Regions from separate parts of the Bombyx mori genome. Here region 2 is linked to region 1. The links are chromatin contacts, called in public Hi-C maps. All regions are on one chromosome and are shown on one strand. Each heading gives the region's core, a stretch centred on a gene start, on an enhancer-like site or on the middle of the called end of the contact. The rest is flanking DNA. Distances are from core to core; before and after follow the strand shown.

Region 1 (6,221 bases), core at 2,832-5,331:
ATTAAGATCCAAACGTACAATCACGGGTCAAAGGACGACATCGCATTGCCGACGAGACACAGTGATGATAACAGTCCGATCTTCATACAAAGTAAACATGAACCTTTATTCAATAAGACTTCGTTGTCTGCCCACGCGTTCGTGTATACATCCCCACAAGTCGTCTCTTGGAGACTATTGATAAATTTGTCCATTACTTATGTTTTAATTAACTCTTAAAAATCCGTCTATAATAAATAATTCAGTGGCAGTTTACCTACATAATATCCCGTGTTGTTTTCCGTGTCCTAAGCATATGCGTAAGAGAATTACGGCCAAACAAAAACGACAAAACAATTAATATCAATGGCCCCCATCTTGGATTTCTGCCGGTGTTTTTAGTACCGGAAACATTTATACGTGACAAATACAAGTTTCTTTTCTTTTTTTTCGGTTGTGCAATAAATAAATATAAAGGATCCGAATCCCGAATTAACAAAAACACTAATTTCGATCGGAAAGTTTTTACAGTACATTGTTATGTGTATAATGAAAATAATGCAAATCAGTGTTGGTTTGTTTTGTTAATTAGTCTAAAGACAGGAAATGCACGTTCTAAGAATCAGTTCTATAGTATAACGGCTTTTCCATATTTCAAATCATTATTGTTTCACCACACAATACTGCTTCACGGCAGAAATATATAGGGCAGTGGTACAGACCTACTCGTTTGGACTCACAGAAGGAGCCCTACTTTTGAATTAATTCAAAGATGGATTTAAACGCGCATACATCTCATTACTGTACGGAGATGGTATTAATCAGAATATATTCAACAATGAGATGAATGAACAAAGCGAATTTCTTCGGTGTCAACGGAATATTTTCGGAATCATCGATATATTACGTGCTTGAAATAATACCCGTTTGAAATGATTATCATGTGATATGGTCCGTTCTGTCTGTTCTTATGTGACGTGCGTAAGTATCACCCACAAATCCAATCAAGCTAGTTGAATAGTTGTGATACCAAAGCGATAGAGATTAATCTAACCTGTAGCGCAGTGTATGGTGATATGATAAAATTGTCCTTTAAGTTAAATACAATACGGTATGATTGAAAAAAGTCTAACTTTTTTTTCATTTTTTCTCCTATCTATGCTGATAGCCTTGAGAGGCTATTTCAGCTTCGCCCTAACGTGTAAGTGAGCTCACGGGGCTCAAACCGGAGTCTTGCTAGCACTGGCCCTAGCAAGAGTAGTGCTTCGCAGAATATACCACCGGATCGGAAACGCGACCCACTGAGAAAAGTCCAACATAAATCAATGATCAAATTGAATTTACAATTCAGATGTTTCACTAACTCAGTTTTTTTTAAGTGAAGCTTGTACCGTTCGGTCATTATTTACGCTTTTTTATTGCAATTAGCCCATCAGATCGTAAGTAGTACGGTCTATCTAATGGTGAGTAGTTACCGACGCTCATGGATGTCAGCAATACCAGTGCCAGACCCAATCCGATGCCTAAAAATTTTGCCTACGATTTAGATATTTTTACATAGTTCGAGAAATCTATAAAAAACAAACAGGCTTGAAAATTAGAAATTCCATTTTGTCAACTTAAGTTCATTAAACTTCACAACGCATTGCATTGTCAAGTTTACAAGGTCGCGTGATAGTTATCAATGGGAAACACGAGTTGAATGCCGAGTATGATCCAGTAATTTAGGCACTTTCACGTTGTTCAAAACGATTAAAATCGAAGATTAAATGCAGTGAGCATTTTTTTAGTGCGTAAACATTTAAATTCCGGGAAATACAAATTCAAAAACTGCGCTAGTTCTATTTTTTTTTCTCTAGTAAAACGCAAAGGTAGGTTAGGGTATACGTGTTTTAACTGTATTTCTATGAAGACCGCCTCGTCTGTTAGTACGGTGTCTACTAGATGAAAATTACTATCAGCTATTATACAATCCGCAGTTTTTGTCCGAAAAACTCAGTTACATCAAAATACCACAGATGCAATATATCTAAATAAATCGATAAATTTCATCGTATCTGCTCGATGTGACAGATTATACAAACTTAATGTATTCTCCCAAAGTATTTTCTGTTAGTTCCGTTTTATCTAGTGAATTTACTCATTCTCTATTATTCTTTGAAAATATCCTACTTCGTATATTCGTATTAACTTACCGATTATGTGCAATTCTTAAAAAAAAAAAACTAGCCGTTACAATCACGACCTGTGTTGCAATGCGTTAATAATATTTCGCAAGGTATTTATTTTTAAGAGTAGATAAATTTACTTTAGTTAAATACTTGTATATTTTACAAAAAAAAAATACTAGCATACTTTGGGTACCTATTTTAAGTGTAACTAGTGTGAAATAAATTATACTTCAATTTGGTTAGAGGACGAGTGATTATAGATGTCATTACTGTTGTTATAAAATTGGAGTTACCATGAAATATCAGGTCTTATAATCAAAACATTAAGAGTGCCTAAAATTAAGTATCGCGTCATAAATTTCGAGTATCAACTGCGATTTTTATTAAAGGGATTTTATGACCTGGTATCTAAGACCTTTAGGTCATGTCTTATTTTAATTTATATTCTTATTTTTATGAAAAATGATAATATGGAGTGAAATGAAATAAAGATACTAATTTGAGACATTAATCAACTGGAATAAAATTAAATGAAATGAGATGACATAATATGGGATGAAATACAATCTCAGTAAAATGGTGGTCATTTATTGAGATTTTTTCAGTAGACTTTTTGGAGGATCCCGAGAAGTTACGTCTAGCGGCTTTGTTTAATTTTCCCACATTTGTGCACTTTCACAGATACTAAACAGTTAATAAACCACCGTTATTACACACAGTCGTTATTTTTAAATCTGAAGAAACACTAAATAGATAAAATAAAACAAAACACACAACTTCACTCTTCCTCGCGTTCCCGCCAAAATCTATCAACTGTGATATAGGTATACTGGCACTTGCTAGTACTTCTATCACTTATAACCAGATTAAATGAATTAGTTATTTACCTATTAATCTGTGCTTAGTAGTTCGTTAGGATATCGAATTCAGTTTCGATATTAATGACGTGTAAATTGACGTATATAATTTATATTTAGCGTCTGAGGACTTTGCATGATAATTTTCTGCTCGGTTTATTATCAGAATACAACAGTAAGCCAAGGCAAAGTCCACCGTTCACTCGAACTACTTACTAAATTTATACATTGTCCCATTATCCCTATATAAAATATATATTAATTACCTTTTACCATACATTTTACTATATTTTGCTATTAAAAACTAATTCTACTAGGTACCTAGCTACAGTGGCTATTTAATGTAGCTACTTGGGGTTAAGGGCTACACTTTCCCGTATGGTTCATCGATTTGGAAGTTCAGATTTATTTTGTAGATAGTACTCATAATACCTACTTCGATATCCTTGCAGTTGTTAGAACAATTCCACAAATTTTAGTTAATAGAATTACTGAGTAAAGTTCAGGAATTAAGCAAGACTTTTAATAAGTCTCATTTAGTCGCTTTTACTGGATATTTGAAATAAAAAAGAAATAGCTTTCTTTGCTCTTTCTGAGTTCAACGACCTAATGTAAACATTGCCATCTCATTTGTTGATCTAAAACAAGAAGAAGAAGATTACCTGATATCCTTATATTAGGGTCTATTAGAGTTGGTATTGGTCCTGGAGTCAATTCAGGGCGGAGTTTTCTTAATCCGGCCACCACCCGCGGTGCCGGCGACTGCTCCCCCACAAGCATTTCACCACACCATTGCACTTTTAAGCACTACACAACAATTTATCAGCATCACAATTCAAAATAAAATACTATACTGTATAAATCTTTGTGCTCTAAAACTGCACCGCTTGTCAAAACAACATAGCCAACTGTCATAGTCGTTATATTTTAACTCGAAATAGTTCGTAATATCGCGCGTGTTATTGTCGATCACTAAACTGATCCATTTGAGTGACTAACCGACCGGCCGGCACATCAATGAATGAGCGACTGAGCCAAGTTGAATTGTCGTAAATGACATCCCTCCTTTATCTTGTTTACCAAACACAATCGTAGAAGCATGTTGGAATGCGACATCTATTGTCGAGTAGTACAAAATCAAATCAGTAAAATTAAATTACTTGTAGTCTAATACCTATTTAAAAAATGTGAGATAATAGAAAAACGTTTCATACTTATTCTTTCCTCTGCGTCACAGATAAAATGACATTTATTACGATTATACATTTTATGACTTTTTGCATAATTTTTTTATGGAAATTAATGGTTTGTAAACTAATGTTTCTATCGAAGAGACATCTGTAATGGAATAGTGTTAAACAGTTTGACATGAATAAGGTTCTACACAATTGCACTAGATGGCGCCATAACATTTCCAACTGTACCTGTCTATGCTGCCATCTATACGTGAAATAAGTAATCAGTTAAAGATTAGGTCAGATTAAGTTCATCAATAATAATTGACTTTGCAAACCAAAAAGTCGCCTTGCTAAGAATATTTTTATCCATAGATGGCGGTACGAGTTTTCACTGTGACATAAAACATCCAAAAGAAATTCAAATTTTAAAAAGTATAGATTATACTAGTATTTTTCGTAATTTCATGACAATCATACCTGGACGTTTGAAATGTTATTGAAAAGCATTAAATAATTATTGAAGGAAACCACAATGCCACCTAGGATATCTATCTCGAAGACCTTTGTTTGTCGTAGATATGTGAGACTCCTATCATGAACTCGATTTAAGATTTACGAGCCAATGGAATAATTCCGACAATATTAACGTCATTCGTATTTATTAAAAACACGCCTTAAGAATGCTTTGACGTAGCTTTTACTCACTATATTGCTAAAGTGAAAAAATGTAAACTGTGTATGTAATGTCATCAAACTCATTTTGATCCGATGTGCAATAAATACTTACACCGTAAACAAGTTTATTTTTGGTTTCTTTAGAAGAATCAGTTGCATTCTTATATATTAAACCGATTATCTATTACCATTGTTAAAAAAACTTCGAAAGATTTATTAGAATTTTGAAGAATAAATTCTAGATTTACTCAAACTTACTACCACTGGTTTTAGACGAATTTTAAAAGCTTTTTTTAAGTATGGGATATGTAGTTCTTATTAACTATTCTTTACCAACACTAAATTAATTATTCAACTTTACTTTCAAGATATTTTTAATGTTTTATTTGTGTCCATATTTTACCACAATTAGCTTAATTTAGCTTAAAACTATTAATAATATTCATAATCACATTGAAAGATATCGTTTATTAACAAAATGTTTTTCAATAACAAACGTAAGTCATACCAAAATAATGGAAGACAACAAAACGTTAATAGGAAGACAGCGAGATCAAACACAATAAATGGCACATAAATAAATTTTCAAGTGCTTTAAAAAGGCACATACATTACTAGTTTAAATAACCTAGAATCGATTATAACCTATACAAACCTATATAATTAAGGCATTAACATTTATTAAAACGAATTAAAGCTTTGTCATGGAAGAGACTACAATATCACAATGAAAGAGTGACGCGCCGGTAAAAACATATCACCAAGGGCGCCATTTGTTGCCTTCTTCGTCGGCCGGTGGTCCATCGCCTTCACGCTCTTTTTTCTCACCACAAAAACCTTCAAGACGCCGCCTTGCCGCTTCTTGCTTTTTGTACTCTTGGTACTCGATTAATTTCCTTTTCTTTTTAGGCGGCAAATTGCTGTAATCCATCGGCAATTCGCATCGTTCCGGAAGATCGAGTGTCACTTCAACTTTGCTCTCCGGTGGCGGAATTGTTTCCGGCTGACCGGCCGCTTGACGTGTTATCGGCTTCTTTGGTGAGCCCGCCTCGTTTTTCGGCGACCTAACTTTTCTGAGATCCAAAGTTTCATTACTAATGAGCCCGTTCGCGGGCGAGTATTGGCACGTGTAGTCGCCTCTGTACACGTCGTCCCTGTGTATATACTTCTGTTCCGATAAGTCGGCATTGCTACTAGTGTCGCTGTAGTCACTGCCGCGCTTGTCCATTATGTGCTGTCGTATTTTTTGTAGGATAATATCCTTCGCCTCGGCCGGAACTCTGTTGAAATATGTGTTTTTTTGCCCGTGTACCGAACCGTTCATTTGTTCGGAGACAACGTGGTGTGAGACGACGAGTTTG
Region 2 (6,594 bases), core at 1,596-4,095, 150 kb before region 1:
AATAATAATTCTTTAATATTTTAATCCGGTACCTTAACACGATGGAAACAGACAAATCATTCACGGCTTCACGATCAAAGACAAAAGGAACAGAGCAGCAAAACACAGCGGCTGTCGGTCGGTACATTAATCATGTTGTACCCAAAATCGGCGACCTTTCGAGATACTTAAATGGAATAAGCAGCTTAAATACATTATGTTTACGCACCACTTACAATAATACTATTGTATTCCATAATTAAAATTACTTTTACGCCTTAATCTCGCGTTTTTTAAATGTCATTATTTTACAGGTGGTAGGACCTCTAGTGAGTCCGCGCGGGTAGGTACTCCACCGAAGCAGTGAAGCAGTAATGCAGTAATGCGTTTCGGTTTGAAGGGTGGGGCAGCCGTTGTAACTATACTGACATCTTAGAACTTATATCTCAAGGTGGGTGGCGTTGTAGATGACTATGGGCCCAAGTAACCACTTAACACCAGGTCGGCTGTGAGCTCGTCCACCCACCTTAAGCAATAAAAAAAAATCGAAGCTTTCCTATACGACAATCGTCCTTTTTTATGTTTGAGGGATTACTGGTGGCCCGGAGGCCTTTCCAGTTTCACCAGGACAGCTGGGTGAGCAAGGGCTCAGCCAGGAGGGGTGGGATTTGCTAAGAGCTACCCGAGTACCTCCAAAGGAGATCTAACAACTCAAGAGCAATTGCTTCACGAATGAATCTAGTATCGGACTCGCGTACCACTGAGAAGATCCGGCGAGAAGCTCAGCGGGCTGAGGTTTAGGTTAGGTTGCACGTCGATCTCTTTGCCGAGTTCGTGTTTGTGAGTTCGGCGGAATGTCATCGATGCACCCAGGGTCTCCCAGGTACCTACTTGACCTTCCTTGGCCCAGGACCACTCTCGTCCGTGAACCACAACAATGTATGTAGTAAAGGTCCTGTTACACGGTAAATACGTTCTCACAAAATCTCAAAACAACTGTGTTATAAGAGAATAGAAGCCAGTACAAAAAGGAGAGTAATTTTTCTGAATAAAACATCTCAACTATGCCCGTATGTATTTTTTATCTATTATAAATAAAAAATAAACAGTAAAATTTCTAAATAATTTTAAACAAATATCGTGTTGTAGAAGGACCGTGTTATATGAGGGTTTTGGGGAAATTTTCTTTTCACGTTAGAGTGAAACCGTGTTTTATACCGGGTTAAACCGGATTACGACCGACAATAAAATAAATCGACAAAACGTAGTTTTAATTTAGTGTATCGCGAAAACTGAAAAAAATGCTAATATTGTATTATATTACAGACAAGTCTGTGTTGTAATTTAGATGTTCAGATAAAACTTTTCATTTACGACGTCAAGGTAAAATCATTTATGTTATACTTGAATACGTATTCAAATTATCACAGATGGCAAGTCGTTAGTTAAGTGGGCAGTGTATGACTTACCCTGCACGTCCAACTACGCTTCTTGGAAAAGAATACCTTGTGAAATAACGGGCTGCGGGTAGGTATAATGACTCAGCATGACTGTATTTTTATTTCGAATTAACCTGTTTAATATACGACTTCTGTATTGAATATGAAGTGTACTGATTGTTTCGTATAAAATATAAAAAGTTAAAAAAAAAAAAATATTCTTATTATTTTAATAAGAATATTACATAACTCGGAAACGGTTACATTAGTACGCTGCTATATAAGGTAGTTTCTTTTCTGTATTAATATATAAAAAAAACACAATGATCGTACAATCCCATTTCCTTAGGCCACGAGGTCAGAGAAAGTTACATGATCCAGATATTACATATACCTGTCTACTGCCTTTTCTGATTACGATCACGAGAAACAAGTTGTATGGATTTATTAAATAACTTTATGATTTAATAAGCATTCCGATTTCAAAATGTTTTTGTAACTATAAAATTATTATGGTTGTCGTATTTATTAATTGGAAAACTCCTTTGCTTCAAAGATATTTAAAGACAGATTTAAATTTACGTTCGAAATCCTTCATAGCACAATATTTGTTTTGCAGATATCTTTATTACAACAGTTACGTAACTCGTGTTGATAAATTAAATTTACAAAAGTGCCGAGATATCCTTTTTTTCTAACGCTAGGGAAAATCCATTTATGGACATCCGGTCGAGAGGCATAATAGAGCGGGTTATGTCGAACTCCAGCAAAGTAATGCGTGGCGAATCTCGATTTTATTTATATTTAAAAAGGCGGAGACGAAATACCTAAGTACCAATTCTTGTTTCTTGCCAACCGTTTTTTTTTCATAGTGTTACCAACGTAAATAATTCTTCAAATCGCGAGTATTCTATTTTTTCAAAACCAGAACAAAGGAGAAAGTGGTACATAAAATGAATCTACTTAGGTCTTGAGGTGTCAATTAATTGTGGTCGAATTTCGATCATAGTGCGCGTCCTTACGTCAAATGGGCAAACTTGATGGTCAATAATGATGACTGAACTCAGGTAGCATTTGAGTAGGCAATTTTCTGAATGATTTTGTTGCATGCACGCATTCAATTTGCGACACGTATATTCAGACCGGCATTGTCCAAGGGCGACATTCGACCTTAAACCGGCAATTGCAACTTACCTAATCAAAACAACGGTATCGTCACACGTTGACCACGTTTTTCTTTAGGAAGACTAGAAAGACGGTTGTGTGTTGTCTCTCGCTCAGTTGGCGGGATACGGATAAGATCCTTACAGCGGGACGCACATTGGGAGTTAGTTTTATTGATGTATGCTCTATAACATAGTGTCTGGCGGGATTCGCGAACAGTCGGCGGGCGAGCGCGCTAGCCGGCGCGCCGCCTCACTTTGACTGAAGCTTACTTGTCTTGTGTTCTTGCGCAGGCGTATTAAAGTACGGAATCGGCTGAAATTCACCCCTGTGCCGTTATAATAAACGTTTGAACTGAACTAGTTTGATCGCTCAATAGCGAGACTTATTCTCAATTCTTTACGGTTCGTTTCAGGTAAACACTTTAAGACGCTTGTGATCTTGAAGCAGACACGATAGCGCGTGCCGCACTGCACACGGTCGTAATTAAATATGTGTTTGACAATAGAAGCTACGGAGGCTGTATTCTGGTGATGTCAATTGCTATAGTCTGATGAAAGTGTTCGCCAGGAAATTGTTTGTCGTGTTGTAATCGAGCCGCTAAGCGATCGCAATTTGCTTCGAGCTCGGATTTATTAGGGTTTAATAATGGAGCGACTCACAATTATTATTCTGACTAAAGTCACGGCTAATACTTGATCTCCTCTTATTCTAGTAGATAATGAACGTGTAAACGCCTTTTCTAAGATCTAAGTTAGTCTGGGGTAACATAATTAAAGAGTCAATAATGTAGGCAATTTTTACTAGTGGTAGGACCTCTTCTGAGTCCGCACGTGTAGGTACCACCCTGCCTATTTCTGCCGTGAAGCAGTAATGCGTTTCGGTTTGAAGGGTGCGGCAGCCGTTGTAACTATACTTGACACCTTAGAACTTATATCTCAAGTGACGGCATTTGCATTGTAAATTAATGTAAATGTTTATGGATTCCGGTATCCACTTAACACCAGGTGGGCTGTGAGCTAAAAGGCGTGAATTAGTTAGAGAGCTTCGAAAAAAATAATGATAGGCTTTGTGTTGTTGTATCGACGACCCATCTGGTAGGAGCTGTTGATAGATGAATGAATGTGTTCACGACCCTCCAAGTGCTGGCGGCTTAAAGAGCCATAGATCAGCCATAGAGCCATAGAGCCATCGTGAATGCTGTTACCCACTGTGGGTATGAGCTCGAAGGCTTAATCGTATTGCAAAACAGCAGTCTCGCTCGGCCGGCTAAGGTACCCATGGCTTAAAAAATCCTGTTTTGGCCTACCTTTTTTATTTTTTTTATTGCAGCTCTCTTACAGCAGCTCTATTCTAAGGTCTCGAAGGTCTATTCTAGCTTCACCCTGAAGTTCCTTATGCCTTATATACATGCTTTAGCAAGAGTAGTGTTTCGTTAAATCTACTACTGGATCATATACCTACATGCCTTAGCAAGAGTAGTGTTTCGTTAAATCTACTACTGGATCCATTGATACATCAATGACTGGATCGGAATTCCGACCCACTCAGAAGATCCGGCGAGAAACTCAATGAGCTGTCTTTTTTTTCCTACATATGCTGATGGTCTTCAGAGACCATATTAGCGTAACCAGTCGAGTAAGTGAGCTCACGGGGCTCAAACCTGACGTTGTTGCTAACACGAACCCTAGCAAGAGCCGTGCTTCGCAGAATCTACCACTGGATCGGAAACGCGACCCACTGAGAAGATCCGGCGAGAAGCTCAGTGGGCTGTGTCTGTGGGTTAATTTACTCGCCGAGCCCTTCGTCGTAAGCGACGCGTTCGGCGAGAACGGTGATCGGTGCTTGAGGTACCTAAAAGCACCGTTAGTGGATCGGGAGGATCCGAAATGACGTGTGGCTGTGTCTATGGGTTAGCGAGCGTGGTAGACTAGAGTCTACCCGTGATAATGCCGTTTGTATACTCTAGCCAATAGTGTCTATAATTAGAGTAATTAGTTAATGTAGGTACCTATAGAATTGCAGTATTGTCTATGACAATAGACATTAGGTGTGGGTCTTTTATTATTGGTTATTATAAGTTGTTTTTGGTTACTTGCGTGAGGTCCGCAGCTATGTGTATGCTGCTATGTACTTCTACCAGCTATATCACGAATCTAGCACTGGTTCTGCTCTTCAGAGCAGAAAAATCTAAATTGGATAGATGATGGTACCTACTCATGCGGGCTTACAATACGTCATATTGCCCGTATCAGTCTACGTTTAACAATGGCTTTTTTAGGCAGTGGCTTAGCTCTTCATGAACTGAACTGAACTTGGCATTGCTGACGTCCATGGGCGACGGTGAACACTCACTATCTGGTGGCCGTATGATCGTCTGCCTACAAGGACATAAAAAAAAAACTACACTAAACTAAAAACTAGAAAAAAACATAGTTTACGTAATATTTATTTTATTATATATGAATGTGATTTTTTTGTTTTATATTTAAGCGCCCTAATATATTTGACAATAACTTATTCAACGGCTTAATTCTGAACGAATAGTTCAAGAGTTCAAGAGCTTTGACCGTTTCTGCAAACAAAGCCGAGAATAGATGAATTATATTTAGATGGGGTTAGATTTAAAATTGACTTTTGAATATAAAACAAAAGACGGAATGAGAGAGTGATTTTTGTTAAGCTTTTATATATCCCATAATGCTGTAAGTTTGGAAACTTAGAACTTATCCGCCAGTATTCATAGCATTGGGTAGTTATTTGTCAAAATAATCACGCATACATTGATTTTTTGATAACATAACCATCTATCTACATTATTCATAAAAAAATTATTGATTAAATAAATTATGCTATATAAGGTTGCAACATCGAATGACGTAAGTATTCCACCGAATGAGGTTTATTAACATTGACGCTCATAGTTTTACTGATTGTTAATAGAATTTTATTATAGTATTGTCTTTAATTTCGCTTCTGGGCGGTAGGCCTTCGATAGCTCAGTTGGTAGAGCGGTGGACTGTAGTGAGTCAAAGTTGTGGTAATCCATAGGTCGCTGGTTCAAATCCGGCTCGAAGGAGTTTTTTTTAATATCTTGATGTTTTGGAATAAAGAATTAAGACTCGTAAAAACAAGTAATCTACTAATCAATGTAAACATTTTATTAATTAATGGTGCCTTTTGTAGACTAAAACAAACATAACAGAGTAGAACAGTAATGAAACGGTTTTTTCCAATAATTTTATTTATATATTATTATATAATATGTGTTTTATACCTATTACATTTTATAATATGAACTATATTATAAAACTTATATAATATTTGTTATGAAAATTTTCCAGATTTTCTAGCAGTAGTTTCGGATTCTAGATTAACGTATAATTAAGAAATTAAAATATATATCTGCTTAAAGAGTATTGTTACGATTAATACAAATAACATGATATTTCTATTACAACCAAATCTATACTTTAACAAACAATGTTCAAATCTATCTATTAATACGTGAAGCAAAAACTTTGTATCCCTTTTTACGAAAATTGCGCGGACGGAGGAGTATGAATATTTCCACACTTATAGAGAATATAGAGATAAAGAGCACAATGCTAATATTTTTTTTAAATAATGCATAAAAGATAATCGATCGTAGATCTACGATCGATGTAAAAGATACATTAAATCAATAAAGAAAACATTACACACACTACCATCTATTTGACACACACACGCATGCATACTATTTATTTATTGTCAAACTTTTGTTCTTGACGTCTATGGTCAAATTGAGAATAGATTAAATATTGTTTGTCTTTAATAATATTTTTCTATAGTGTAGTCTTGGCGTTGAAAATACAATCATAATAGTGTACAAACTTACAATTCCAATTATGTAATTATAATCGAATTTCGACTACTGCGGGACCTCTGGTAATTATTAAATTAACAAACAAAATTAAGTCTTTAAAATGTAATTAAAAAAAATAATAATAATCCTTTGGTTGGTTTTGTG

The links. Hi-C and Micro-C count contacts between places; a contact is called where the count stands out from the background.
Region 2: a contact with region 1 is called in a Hi-C map of middle silk gland, with 2.8 times the contacts expected there. The contact joins the promoter of LOC101746018 here to the promoter of LOC101741264 in region 1. A contact is called at or near these places in 7 of 7 Hi-C or Micro-C datasets (middle silk gland, midgut, posterior silk gland and 2 more).

Annotation. Positions count from the first base shown.
Region 1 is chr3:10,319,131-10,325,351 of ASM3026992v2, reverse strand. It overlaps LOC101741264, which reads right to left and starts at 4,081. Exons shown (of 3, transcript XM_004931664.4): 1 at 3,670-4,081. The coding sequence starts at 3,787. It overlaps LOC100302603 (enhancer of split mbeta-2), which reads right to left. Exons shown (of 3, transcript XM_062676340.1): 3 at 5,309-6,221. The coding sequence ends at 5,618.
Region 2 is chr3:10,468,472-10,475,065 of ASM3026992v2, reverse strand. It overlaps LOC101746018 (protein split ends), which reads right to left and starts at 2,845. Exons shown (of 8, transcript XM_012695226.4): 1 at 2,613-2,845. TRNAY-GUA (transfer RNA tyrosine (anticodon GUA)) reads left to right here and starts at 5,571; the gene lies at 5,571-5,661.